Regions from separate parts of the Mus musculus genome. Here region 2 is linked to region 1. The links are chromatin contacts, called in public promoter capture Hi-C maps. All regions are on one chromosome and are shown on one strand. The core of a region is the stretch at or near the end of the contact, and the rest is flanking DNA. Distances in the headings are between cores, read along the strand shown. Region 1 overlaps Tmtc1 (transmembrane and tetratricopeptide repeat containing 1). Region 2 holds the start of Bicd1 (BICD cargo adaptor 1).

Region 1 (5,922 bases), core at 524-3,023:
AATATTTTTGTATCTGATGAGGCCTGTTTTGTGACCAATTATATGGTCAATTTTGTAGAACGTACTATGAGGTGCTGAGAAAAAGGTATATCCTTTTGTTTTAGGATAAAATGTTCTATAGTATCAGTTAAATTAATTTGTTCCATAACTTCTGCTAGTTTCACTGTGTCTCTGTTTAGTTTCTGTTTCCAGGATCTGTCCATTGATGAGAGTGGGGTGTTGAAGTCTCCCACTATTATTGTGTGCAGTGCAATGTGTGCTTTGAGCTTTACTAAAGTTTCTTTAATGAATGTGGATGTCCTTGCATTTGGCACATAGATGTTCAGAACTGAGAGTTCCTCTTGGTAAATTTTACCTTTGATACGTATGAAATGTCCCTCCTTATCTTTTTTGATAACTTTAGGTAGAAAGTCGATTTTGTTCGATATCAGAGTGGCTACTCCAGCTTTTTTCTTGGGACCATTTGCTTGGAAAATTGTTTTCCAGCCTTTTACTCTGAGGTAGTGTCTGTCTTTGTCACTGAGGTGGGTTTCCTGTATGCAGCAAAATGTTGGGTCCTGTTTTCATGACCAGTCTGTTAGTCTATATCTTTTTATTGGGGAATTGAGTCCATTGATATTAAGAGATATTAAAAAAATTTTTTGAGAATGAAATGTTTCACCTCATAGTGGACTCTTAAGCATGTTCTTCGTGTATGCGGTATGCTAGCTGGATATCTTTTGGCATAATTGTTACACGTTTGGCATGGATAGCCCACCCACAGGCTGGTATCTTCAAAAAGACCAACCAGATAGGCATCACTTGCCTCCTGCAAAGCACCAATAGCTGCACTCTGGAAGCACAGATCTGTTTTGAAGTCCTGAGCAATTTCTTGCACCAGAAGCTGAAAGGGGAGCTTGTGAGTCAGAAGTTCAGTGGACTTCTGATAGAGTCTGATTTCAGAGTGCCACAGAACCAGGCCTGTAACTATGAGGTTTCTTCACCCCTCCAGTAGAGGGTGCACTCTTGTGAGCAGCTTTTGTAGCCAGTTGTTTCCTGGGTGCTTTACCATGGGTGGATTTGTGGGCAGTCTGCTTTGTATGAACCTTGTTATGGACACCTCCTTACTTACCCCCACCCCCTTCTTCTGGAGCTTGGCAAGCTAGAGGCGGCTGGCGTTAGGGAGCGGCAGCACGACAAAGGCTGCAAACACAATTCTAATCACAGGTTTTTATAGAATTGTCATAACTAATAATTGGCAGCTCCTGTCAAACTCTAGGTATAATCTCAGTTTGTTCTTGATCAACACTAGAAGCCCAATTTTCTCACTGTACAAGGAGAGGGGCGTCAAAGGCAGAAGGATACTATTGTCCGTGATGTGTCTGCTGTCATTTGGAGACAAAGTATGTCAAGAATAATATATGACATTTGCTATTGTTTCTAAAAACTTTTTAATTAAAAAATTACAGAGAAATATGCTAACCTTCAACCCTTTGTGAGCTCCAGTCTGCTCTGCTCTTCCTATGTTGCTTGCTTCTGAGAGGCAGTGGGGGTGGGGGAGCGAGTGCTCCCTTTTGTTCAGGGGTTTTCTAGCCAGAGCTTTGGCATTCCTTCCAGAATGAACTCCTGTGTGGTCTCACATTCCATGTTTTTATTACTGTTTACTTGTGCTATGATGATTTTGTATCTTAAAACCTGCTAGGGAAGAACAGATGGCAAGGCAGGCCCCCAGGAGACCATCTCTGGCATGAGCAGTTGTGCTCTGAATCCCTGTCTCCTTTTCACTTGTCTGAATGACTTGAAACCAATTTTCAGGGTGTGCTGTGTTTGTCTGCCCCTTGCCCTGGGGAATGCACATGAGTTATCTTATATAAACGGATGCTCTGCTTTTGTTGACACATGAAAGTGACCCTGATAGCTGTAGGTTCTGCTGTCAATCAATTGCCAGTCCTCTTTTAAAAGTCAAACTGAGAGATGCCTTGGAGCAGCTGCTAGCTAAACATAAGGAATGGTTTGGCCCACACATTGGTTACTGAGGCTACAATTTGCATTTTAAACATTTTATAAGTTCCAACCAGTAGCAAAATTAGAATAGTCTATAAATATTCAACTGACAGAAGTTACAAACTGTGTTTTAATACAGCCATTTCTAGACCGTTCCTCAGACATAAACATCTGTGGATTTGTGGGTCCCAGATATAAAATGACATCATAGATAAACAGCTCCTACGCACATCATTAAATTACTTAAACTTAGTGCAGTGTACACTAGCTATAGAAATAGCTGCTATACTTTATTAATTAGGGACTAAACAAAAGAAACTTCAGTATAGGCATAGTATTTTCTGAGTGTTATTTGTGTGTGTATGTGTACCAGAAAAAAAAAGATATCTAATACCTTTCTCTTTTGCCTTCTGCCTTATTCTTTTGAGTCAGCGTCCCTCACTGGACCAAAGTTTACTCTCTTGGATACACTGGCTAGCTGGTGAGTTTCTGGGGTCTGCCTGTCTTTGCCCAGATCACTGAGGTTAGACACACATGTCCATGTGTGAAACTAGAGATTCAGATTCAGGCACACAAGACGTACATATAAGCTTATAAGGCTTACCCCTGAACCGTGTTCTCAGCCTCTTTCTTGACTATTTTTGATCTGAGGTTTGTTGCACCTGCAGATAGAGAGGCACGGTGTTCTCTAAACAGTGTAGATAGGCTGTAGTCAGAAAGCCTATCTGGAATAGATGACTTCCTTGAATGTTGACTTTTTACAGTGTTTAATTAATTAAGGTGATCCTCCATGATGTATGCTTTCAGTCCTTGACAACTTTTGGCTCACAGGGAAAAGACAGCCTGCATCCCCCGGGATCACGTTTTCTCTTCACCCTGACCCCTTCATCTCTCAGAGAGACACACCCTGCCTCTGCCTCTGACCTAGGTATGTCAGGCACCTCATTGTGCAGGCATTTTCTTCAACCACCACACATCTCTACCCAGATCCGTCTTCCCTCCTGCCGTGCAGTCGCCGCCTACACAGTACCGTGTTGACCCTTTGTCTACTTTCTGTCATGTCTCCCATCACTTTGTCCTCCTGTGTATTTATTTCCTACAGCTTTATGTTATCTAACATAGCTCGGTGGGCTAATGCTCTTTCATCCACCTCCAGAATGTTTGACTCTGTAAGGGCATTTATTGTAATTATTGTAGTAGTCTCACACCTGCCAGGCTGTATGCAGTTAGTAGATTCCAGATGTGTGAGTAAATAAACTTGGAGAGTGTGCAGTCCCCACTTCAGTCCTCTCATTGAGTTGTGCCTTATTGTGATGCCCTGCCCTGCCCTGCCCTGCCCTGCCCTGCCCTACCCTGGGGTCTAGTGTGAGAAGCAGCTGTGAGGTCATAGCAATCATCTCTTACTCCATTCATTGAGTTTTTATGACGTGGCAGATCTTGAGAGTGGGAGATCTGTGCTTCAGTCTTGGAAAGACTGCATGTTTCTCCTAAATTACATTTAGTTTTTATTTTCTTCTTAATCTGGTACATGAAGATCTTGTATTTTCTAGGAAGGTCAATTCTGTCTCCCCTTTTCATCTCACCTCAACTGGTGGCCATCTGGACTGCACTGTCTGCTTCTCTCTTGTGCTGTTCTTACCTCTACATTTGCCTTTTTCTTAATTCATATTCAGTTCATGTTCCTGCCTTGATTTCATTATCAACAATGAGGTGTGTGTGTTGATTGTACAAATAGTTTCCAGCTCAGATCTTTTCTTCCAGCTCCCTAAGCAGGCAGTAGACACTGAATTACTGCTCTTAAAGAAAAAACACCACAACTTCAAGCAATGTTCAGTTATATCTACAAGTGATACCCAAGTGTTGTCTTGGGATCTCTTGATGAACTGATACCTCTTTATACACTTCACCTTTTTCAGGATCATCTTTTCTTTCTTTCTAAATCCCTTCTTCCTTATAAAACAATTCAGTTTCCAATTCCTGTCCAAACCTTGTTCACTTTTCCATTCTGCGTTGAATTATATTTCCAGAGATCTCTGTGTTTAGCATTTTGCCTGTTGCTGTGAACATGAACCCCACAAACGCAGCTCAGGGAGGAGGGGGTTATCTGCTCACCATTTGTTGGTACAGTTTGTCATGGAGGAAAAGTCATGATGGCAGGTGGTTCTGTGGTGGGAATATTTGACCACTGTCTATTCACATCTCACTGGTCCAGAAAGCAGACAGGAAGGAGGCCCAGCTATAAATCTCAAGATTTGCTTCCAGTGACCCACTTCCTCTACCTAGAACCCACATCCTAGAGATTCTGTTTGCAAACCAGCAACACAGCTGGGAACCAAATGGCCTGAAAGAGACATTTCACCCTCAAGCCATGACATCAGCATACAAATTGTATCATGTTTATATATGTCGTGTATTTTCATTTCTTGGGTTACTATCCTGAAATGAAATCTAAACCATGTGGGCCAGGAAGATAGCTGAGTAGGGAAGGTGCTTGCTGAGAAAACTTAAAGACTGGAATTCAGATCCACAGACTCCACATAAAAAGTGAAGTAGGCATGATTCCTACCAGTAATCCCAGCACTTGGGAAGCAGAGACAGGGGATTCTCAGGTCGGGTTCAGTTGAGAAAAACTTCCTTAATACATAAAGTGGGGCACTATCAAGGAAGACTCTCACTGTCAACCTCAAGCCCCCCTATCCATGCCCTTAACAAATGTACACACACACACACACATGCATGTATACCACAAATGCATGTACTTACACATGAGTTCATGCAAGTGTGAACACACATGCACACACACATATACATACACACCTACACCACATCACATTAAAAATATTAAAACAAAACATTGATTTTTAGTGTTTCAGACTTATCTTCCTCTAATGACAGATTTCTTTAGGGAAAGCATGGTCTTGGATATATCCCTACTGCTGTCTGGCTCCACTCTAATTAGTGTCATTGTTTATATACAGATAAACCATTTGTGTGTTAATACTGTGAAAAGTAATGGTCTTTAGTGGATATTCCAAAGTTTCTGCTGTTTTCGTTTTCTAAATTGATGAACTCTGAGTTCAGTTAAAGATACCACTTTAAAGTGGTCCAGATGTTCACTGACCTTGACATTCATATTAGGACCCAGGACCATCACATCACTAACACAGTAGGCAGACCTTAACCAAGTGGCCATTTGTTGTTTGATTGTTCAATGAAACAAAGGCATTTTTTCAGGCAAAATTTTCTAAAGGATAACATATATATGTGTGTGTGTGTGTGTGTGTGTGTGTGTGTGTGTGTATGTGTATATATATACATATTTTTTTTTCCTTAGCTGAATTTCAGGAGTTTCAGATAGGATATTTGAAATGATTTCCTGATTAAGTTATTTTCTGTGGAAACATAGCAAACTGATATAAAAAATTATTGAATTTCTTACAGTTGGAGCTCAACCGCTGTGAATACAAATTACACAGAAGACCTTCATCTTTTCTGACAAAATGCACTTCCTTTAGCTGCTTTCCTACTCTAGAGGGAAGGTTATTGTGAAATGCTTTAGGATCCTAGAATCTCACTGAAAAGTCTGAAGGGTTCTTCTACCCTTAAGGCAATTGGTTTTCACACAAGAGATAGGACAGCTGTTGGGCTGAACTCAGGGCCCCTCCCTTCTCTGAGTCTACACATCTTATCTTAACCTCTGAAATTCTTTTGGGATAAAACAAGGTTTCTGATACACAATGTAGCAAACAGGAGTTGAGGAAAACCCTTGGACTTGACAGACTTTGAAGCAACCCCTTTCCACTGTTACCTCTAACAGCATCTTAGACTTTCAAACCCCAGAAAATATGGAAGTGATATTCTTAAACCTCAGTCAGCCTGCACACTCTCCCTGAGCAGAGCTACGATCTGCCACACACACAGCCTACACACATGCTGATT
Region 2 (6,864 bases), core at 3,678-6,177, 1.1 Mb before region 1:
TATTTTATATTTTGGAAAAAGTAGAAGGAATTTGAAAAGGAAAAAGTAGATAGACAAATAAACAAACCAGGTAAAACACAGCGGGCCAGGTATATTACAGTAAATATTTTAAGATTATTCAGTTACTGGGTTTTATAGCCAAAGTGACTAGATTCCAGGAGGAAAAGGCACCAATAGCCATCCTTTCTTTTCTCTCCATTTTAATGACTAAGATACTTGCTGGCAGATTCATGTTTCTACTCTTTTCTCCCTATCTTATGAGATGCTGTACAAGATCTGAAGTGCTTATAAGATACTAGGCATATACCCAGAAGATGCTCCAACATGTAATAAGGACACATGCTCCACTATGTTCATAGCAGTCATATTTATAATATATGTCAACTGTCAGAGAAGAAATAAGGAGTAGTGTACTAATAATGTCCAACTGCCTGAATCATCCTGGCTTCACACCAAGATCTAGAGTGGGCAGGATGTGGTCACACTGCAGGACTGTGGAAACCAGCCAGGCATTATGCTGATGCACATATTCCCATCATCAGCCAATGAGACAAGGAAGCAAAATCACCAATAATTCACCAACAGAACTATCCATCTATTCCCTTCATATCAACACACAAGGCTGCTTTAGGGTCATCAAAGCAAATTACAGTCTTCCATACACAACTACTCATTTTTCCTTTCTGACAACCTTCCAAACTATCAGGACAGAACTTGAGCCACCTTATCAATCCTCCCTAAATAGTACCATATTCTTCACAACTGACTTTATAAAAATAAAGAATAAAAAGAAAATCCTACATATAGATTCATATGTTCAAAGACATTTAAAGTAGTACAAAGAGTATTTACCAAAGGAGCAATGGTAATGGTAGTCAGAAGGGAGAACACATAGAAGAACATGTACTATGTTGTTGTCCTAATTTACTTTCTGTTACTATGAAAATTTTAATTACATTTTAATAATGTGTGTGTGTGTGTGTGTGTGTGTGTGTGTGTGTGTGTGTGTGTGTGTGCGTGCGTGTGCATGTATGTACCACTCATGTGAGATAGGGAAACAACTTACAAGAGTGGGCTCTCTTTCTCTACCATGTAGAAACAGGGTGGAGGGAGAGTAATGGAACTCATCAAGCCTGGCAACAAAACCCCTTACCCTCTGAGCCATCTGTCCCTTCTCCCCAGAATATTTTAAAGCAATGACTTCCAGGGTTGAGAAAAGGCTTATTTGGTTTAAAAAAAAATCTATTGTACAAGCATTAGGACCTAAATTCAATGCTTTAAAAAGCATAGCATGGCAGTACACACTTGTAACCTCAGCACTGGGGAGGCAGATACAGGTGGGTCCCTAGAGTTCACTGACCAGCTAACTTAGCATACTCAGCAAGTTTCAGGCCAGTAAGAGATACTATCTCAAAAGACAAGTAGTCTAAGGAATAACATTTGAGTGTCCTCTGACCTACACACACACACACACACACACACACACTAAATGGCTTGTATGTGACATCATCATTAGATTACATTGTTTTACACTGTTGTTTTGTATTTAATTCAAAACATGACTCAATTCATTTAAGTAATAATCTCAACGAAAATAAAACATATTTAAAAGATAAAATAAGTATTATTATCTAATAATAGCATATAACTATTTTTACTACCTTAAAATACACTTCTATATAGCTAAAATCCTGTTTACTAGGATTTGTCATTTGCGTTTTCTTTCTTTCTTTTTTCTTTCCTTTTCTTTTTTTTTTTTTTTTTTTTTTTTTTTCCTGAGACAGGGTTTCTCTGTGTAGCCCTGGCTGTCCTGGAACTCATTCTGTAGACCAGGCTCGCCTTGAACTCAGATTAAACTGGGATTAAAGGCATGCACCACCACTGCCCAGCTTTGAGTTATCTTTATGCTAAATGTAAGTCAAAATATGTGTAATAGCAAGTGTCATTTGATAAAAAGAAAAACTCCTTATATTTTTTCTTGCTATATAGAACAAAATTTCTTAAATCTTTTATTTTAAAAAATATAATTGGCATTTGTATTATTTTGTTAAGAACTTTCATCATTCTTATAAAACATTTCCCCCTTTTCCCTTGACTGACAATGAGACTAAAACAGTGGTCACTTTCTACACTCTTCAATTTTCTCAGTCTTTCTCTAACACTAAGCAATATTGACTTCTGAACACTTGATAAAGGTGTAAATTCTTCTAATATAAATTTATTTTATAAAATATTTATTTTTATTTTTATTATGTGCTAAGCTCTGTGTTAAGACTTTGTATTATTTTAAAATAAGCCAGGCACAGGAAACAAACATTTCATTATCTCATTCATATAAGGAATCAGAGATGTAAGTGATAGTTACTAGAAGTGTTGATTGCTTGAAAGAAGAGATATTGATGAAAAGGTCATTATTACAGTTAGATAAGAAGAATAAGTTTAAGAAATTCACTGTGCACCATGATGATTATAATGCCAATATATTTACTCTTTAAAAATACAGAATGAATGTTGAGTTATCACAAAAAAGATAATTATATGAAGCAATATAATGCCCAAAAAGGCATAACATATGTACACTGCAAAACATAATTCTGCACATAATAAATACATACAATTTTATCTATCAACTTTAAATAAATAAAAGGCAAACTCATTATTTTAAGTATTGTTTACTAAAGACAAAAGGCAACTGTATTAAGGTTTAGTGTGTTAAGTACAACAACACATAAATATCCCTGAAAGTGTTGTTTAGCTCAAGAAGAAAGGTCTATTAACAATCATATTTTATATCATCAAATAAGTCCACCTCTTTTATCAAGAAAGTGATGACATAACATTGGTTTGCATTTCTCCACCTTGGCAAAGCACAGTCAATAAATAAAGACATCATGGAAACATCTCTGAGAATTACAATAATCATCTATTTCCTTACTTCCTAAGATTTAGCATCTAAAACATGTCAGTCTAAGACATAATCTAAGACATATTTAGAAAATATAAGTACAGATACCATTAAATCCAGATATGAATATAGCAAGAAAAGCATGAACTAGAATTTATAGCCCGGTATATAAAAATTATATCTCTATCTATTGTTTTCAACTATATCTATTTACATATTTTGGTATTTAAGCATCTAAATAAAATAGCATAATTAAAGGTTTAAATATGTATTATTTATAAGTTAGGTGAGTTGATTAGAATGTCATACTCATGTTTTTTTAACTGTGACAATACAAAACTGGGCCTCCCCTTTCCCTAAAATAAGCTTAGATTATAAGAAAAGTATTTCTATTTATGTATGATATGCCTAACATTTAAAATGTTAGTATGCACCTAAAAATAAAGACTTGTCACACAGAAAATCTGTGTTTATGTATACTAACATTTATACACGACTGCTTGCTATTTCCAGTGTCTTAAATAGTATGTATAATCCTTATGAATATTTGGTTGGACATTTCAGTACATTACCCTTAGAAGAAGGAAATATAAAAATAGGGGGGGAAATGTTATTCACAGAACATTGGTGATATTCTGATTTTATAAATACAGTAATTTCAACCTGAAGGGCCATATTTGATAGGCAAGGCATAGATATCCATATATTTTACATTTCTTTCTCATGTCTCACCATATGGAGATGATTTTGATTTTCCTCAGTCTCAGGGTGCCTTCTATAAGACATAAGCATAGCCCAGCCTTGCACAGAGGTGAAATTAAGGGCAGCAAAACCACCCAGCAAAGTTGTTTTGCTCCTACAGCCCCATGACAAGGACTAAAGCCAACGTCAAACGGGACTGGTGAGTCCTAATAACTAGTTCCTATTTCACCAAGGAGCAATTACTCAGCAGACGACTGAAGTACCAAATTCTACCATCCTGAAATTGTAGGTCCTCAGGCACAAACCTCATCAATTGGATGGATTATGGTCATTGATATCTGGGTTTGAAATAACAGCAGTTTGAGAAGTTTGATTTATGCATTTCAACCCAATTCAATGTTACCTGCCAGCACGGATGCCTGAAGACTTCTTGTGACTCTCCCTCCCCCACATAATAAAGAGCTTCCCATTCCAGCTTATGCATTCATTTCTTGGGTAATTTTTCTATTGGTGAAAACAATGGACTCTTTCAATATTCTCTTATCAACAAAGGGCTCTAAGATGAAGTCCTTCTGGCCATATCCCTTCTGACTTCTTTACAGTGATGACTGGCACTGAGAAATGCCAAACCTGGAGAGGGAAATAGGAGACGGGTTGCTCACCTCTCTGAGCTGCTCCAGCTCTTGTTTGAGGCCGTCATACTCGGCCTCCAGCTCGTCATACTGTTGCTTGAGAGTCAGTTTCTCCTCCAGCACCACCAGCCCATACTCTGCAGCCTGGATCTTCTCATGGGTCGTTTCTGTGAGCTCCTTGGTCAGTCTCTCTATTTCAGTCTTATATTGGTCTACCGTCTTCAGCGCCTCCTCTGCGGCCATAGCGGGGTGGCGGAGATAGACGCAAAGCAGAAGGGAAAAGGAGAAGCAAATAGGAATGAAAATAAAAATGGAAAAGAAAAGTGCCTGATGAATAATAGGTAGAGCGCCCTGAGGCCCGGCCGGCAGCTGCGGCTACACGGCCGGAAGCACTGAGGAGGAATACATGGAATATGGGAGGAATATACCCTGCAGCATGGAGACTGCAAGGTGATGACCGCAGCCGGGATCCTCCGGGCCACGCGCCGGGGCAGTCAGCAGCCAAGCTGCATGGCCAAGGGGCAACTCGCGCAGCAAGAGACTCCGGTTCTGCGGCCTCAGAGGCGCGTGGCCGCCATGTCTCAGGCCGCGTCACTGCGGTCCACCGCCCAATGCTCCGTGGGAGGCTGAGCTCCACCTGCTTGCTGGGCCCTGCGGCAGCCAGTGCACACAGATGCGGACTCCAACTGGTCCTCTTCCTCTCAGCCACTCAGAATGCAGGGAGGTAGGGAAGGGGAGGAGCAAATCCAAAACCCCACCGAGCCTCGCAGCGCAGCACAGCCGACTGCTGAAGAGGGATGAGGGCAGAGGGACCCAGAACTAGCTGAGGAATGATGGGAGACTACGGAGGGCTGAGGAGGGGGAACCGCGCTGAGGCGGAATGAAGGCTGAGGAAAATGGGTGTCTTAAAGAGAAGTGGAGGCTAAGGAGGCTGGGGGATGGAAGAGGACTGCATCTGAGAAGAGATGCTAGACTGAGGAAGCCAGGGCAGCTGAAGAAAGGGCAAGGGTGTTGGAAAGGGTGATTGGTGTCTGAAAGATCAGAACACTAAGAAGGCCTCCAACGGGCTAAGTTTTCTGAGGTGGGAATTCGAAGCCTACTGGAGTGCAGTGAGCCCACAGAAAACAAACAGAGCTAGTGCTTTCAAGAATGCTGCTTTTCCAAAGCTTGATAGATGTACCTTGGGAGTCCTTCCTCCTTTCTCAGACTCTGTCTAATTTGGTCTAGTCCACCTAACACTCTACCAGAGAACTTTGCTGTCCCCCAACCTAAGCCTCTGTGCACTTAGTTCATCATACTACCTTACTGCATAACGTAATTACTGGAGAGATGTGAACAAATATCTATTCACCCCAGTAAGGCTACCACCACAGTCCAACTTGATGAACCAACGGGTTTTATTGAAATAATATTTAAAGGAATATAAGTGAGGGGTTATTTACAGAAACAGAAATGACTCAAAAATATCTACATCACCAAAAGCCCACCCCAGGGGTGACAGATCATAGACACTGGAAAACCTGAACCATACTACACAACTTGAAAGCAGCTCAGTAGGTTGGAGACTGTCTGTTTCACATAGCTCTGGTGATTTGTGTCTCTCCTAGGTAGCTAAGCATGTCTGTCCCAACTCTCGGCCTGCTTTCCTGATTATATATCCTTGGGGAAGGAGTGAATCTCATTAGTTTCATGAATTTACGGAAGCCTTTGAGTTGTTTACTTCCTGGGTTTAAGAGCTTCCTAGAAGGATGGAATGTTTTACTTCTCTTTAGAACATCCTGTATATTGAAATTCTGTTAAGATGAACTGTTCTATCTGGGAGGAAATTGTTGTATAACATCTGCAGGTGCTCAGTAAGTCTCTAGGCCAGTGGTTCTCAACCTGTGGGTAGAAACCCCTTCAGGGCTTGAACAATCCTTTCACAAAGGTCTCATATCAGACATTTACATTACAAGTCATAACAGTAGAAAAAATGCAGTTATCAAGTAGCAACAAAAATAATTTAATGGTTGGGGGTCACCACAATGTGAGGTACTGAATTAAAGGGTCACAGCATTAGGAAGGTTGAAATATCGGGCACTGTATTTCTTCCAGATAGTTCTATATAGGCCTTACTACATGGATTCTTCAGTAAAGGAAATGAGTCTGCAATTTCTCTTAGAAGGTATTTATGATATTCTACTAAGCAAAAAAAAAAAAAATGCACCCTTTAAATAAGAGCAAAGTTCTTGAGATAGTGAGTCATGCATTCTTCAAAGCATGTTAGATACATCATGACAACCCTGATATAGAAACCACTATCTCCCACTTATAGGTGTTGAAAAAGGATTGCATCTCCAAAATCAGTGGCTAACAGTTTCTCTGTGATTGCTGGGTTATTTCTTTTCTTTTTTTTTTTTTTTTTTTATTTATATGTAAGTACACTGTAGCTATCCTCAGATACTCCAGAAGAGGCCATCAGATTTCATTACGGATGGTTGTGAGCCACCATGTGGTTGCTGGGATTTGAACTCAGGACCTTCAGAAGAGCAGTCGGCGCTCTTTAACCACTGAGCCATCCCGCCAGCCCCTGCTGGGTTATTTCTTAGCCATAGACACATCCTTGGCACTTCCCTACTAGAAAGG

Evidence for each region. Promoter capture Hi-C pulls out the DNA fragments that hold promoters and counts their contacts.
Region 2: a promoter capture Hi-C map of pre-B cells shows a contact between it and region 1, with 2.8 times the contacts expected there. The contact joins the promoter of Bicd1 here to the enhancer-like site in region 1. A contact is called at or near these places in 5 of 39 promoter capture datasets (the 3T3-L1 cell line, embryonic stem cells, liver and 1 more).

The regions. Positions count from the first base shown.
Region 1 is chr6:148,256,307-148,262,228 of GRCm38.p6, reverse strand. All of the region lies in intron 13 of Tmtc1 (transmembrane and tetratricopeptide repeat containing 1), which reads left to right. The region is part of intron 1 of Gm52483 (a long non-coding RNA gene); the gene reads right to left. Among named protein-coding and RNA genes, the nearest start is that of Gm52483, 13 kb to the right of the region's middle. Within about 2 kb of position 1,773, at least 25 of the 459 cell types and tissues checked have an H3K27ac peak or open chromatin away from gene starts, as enhancers often do. A contact at or near this core is called in pre-B cells, where this site is marked.
Region 2 is chr6:149,407,047-149,413,910 of GRCm38.p6, reverse strand. It overlaps Bicd1 (BICD cargo adaptor 1), which reads right to left and starts at 4,927. Exons shown (of 9, transcript NM_009753.4): 1 at 4,270-4,927. The coding sequence starts at 4,482.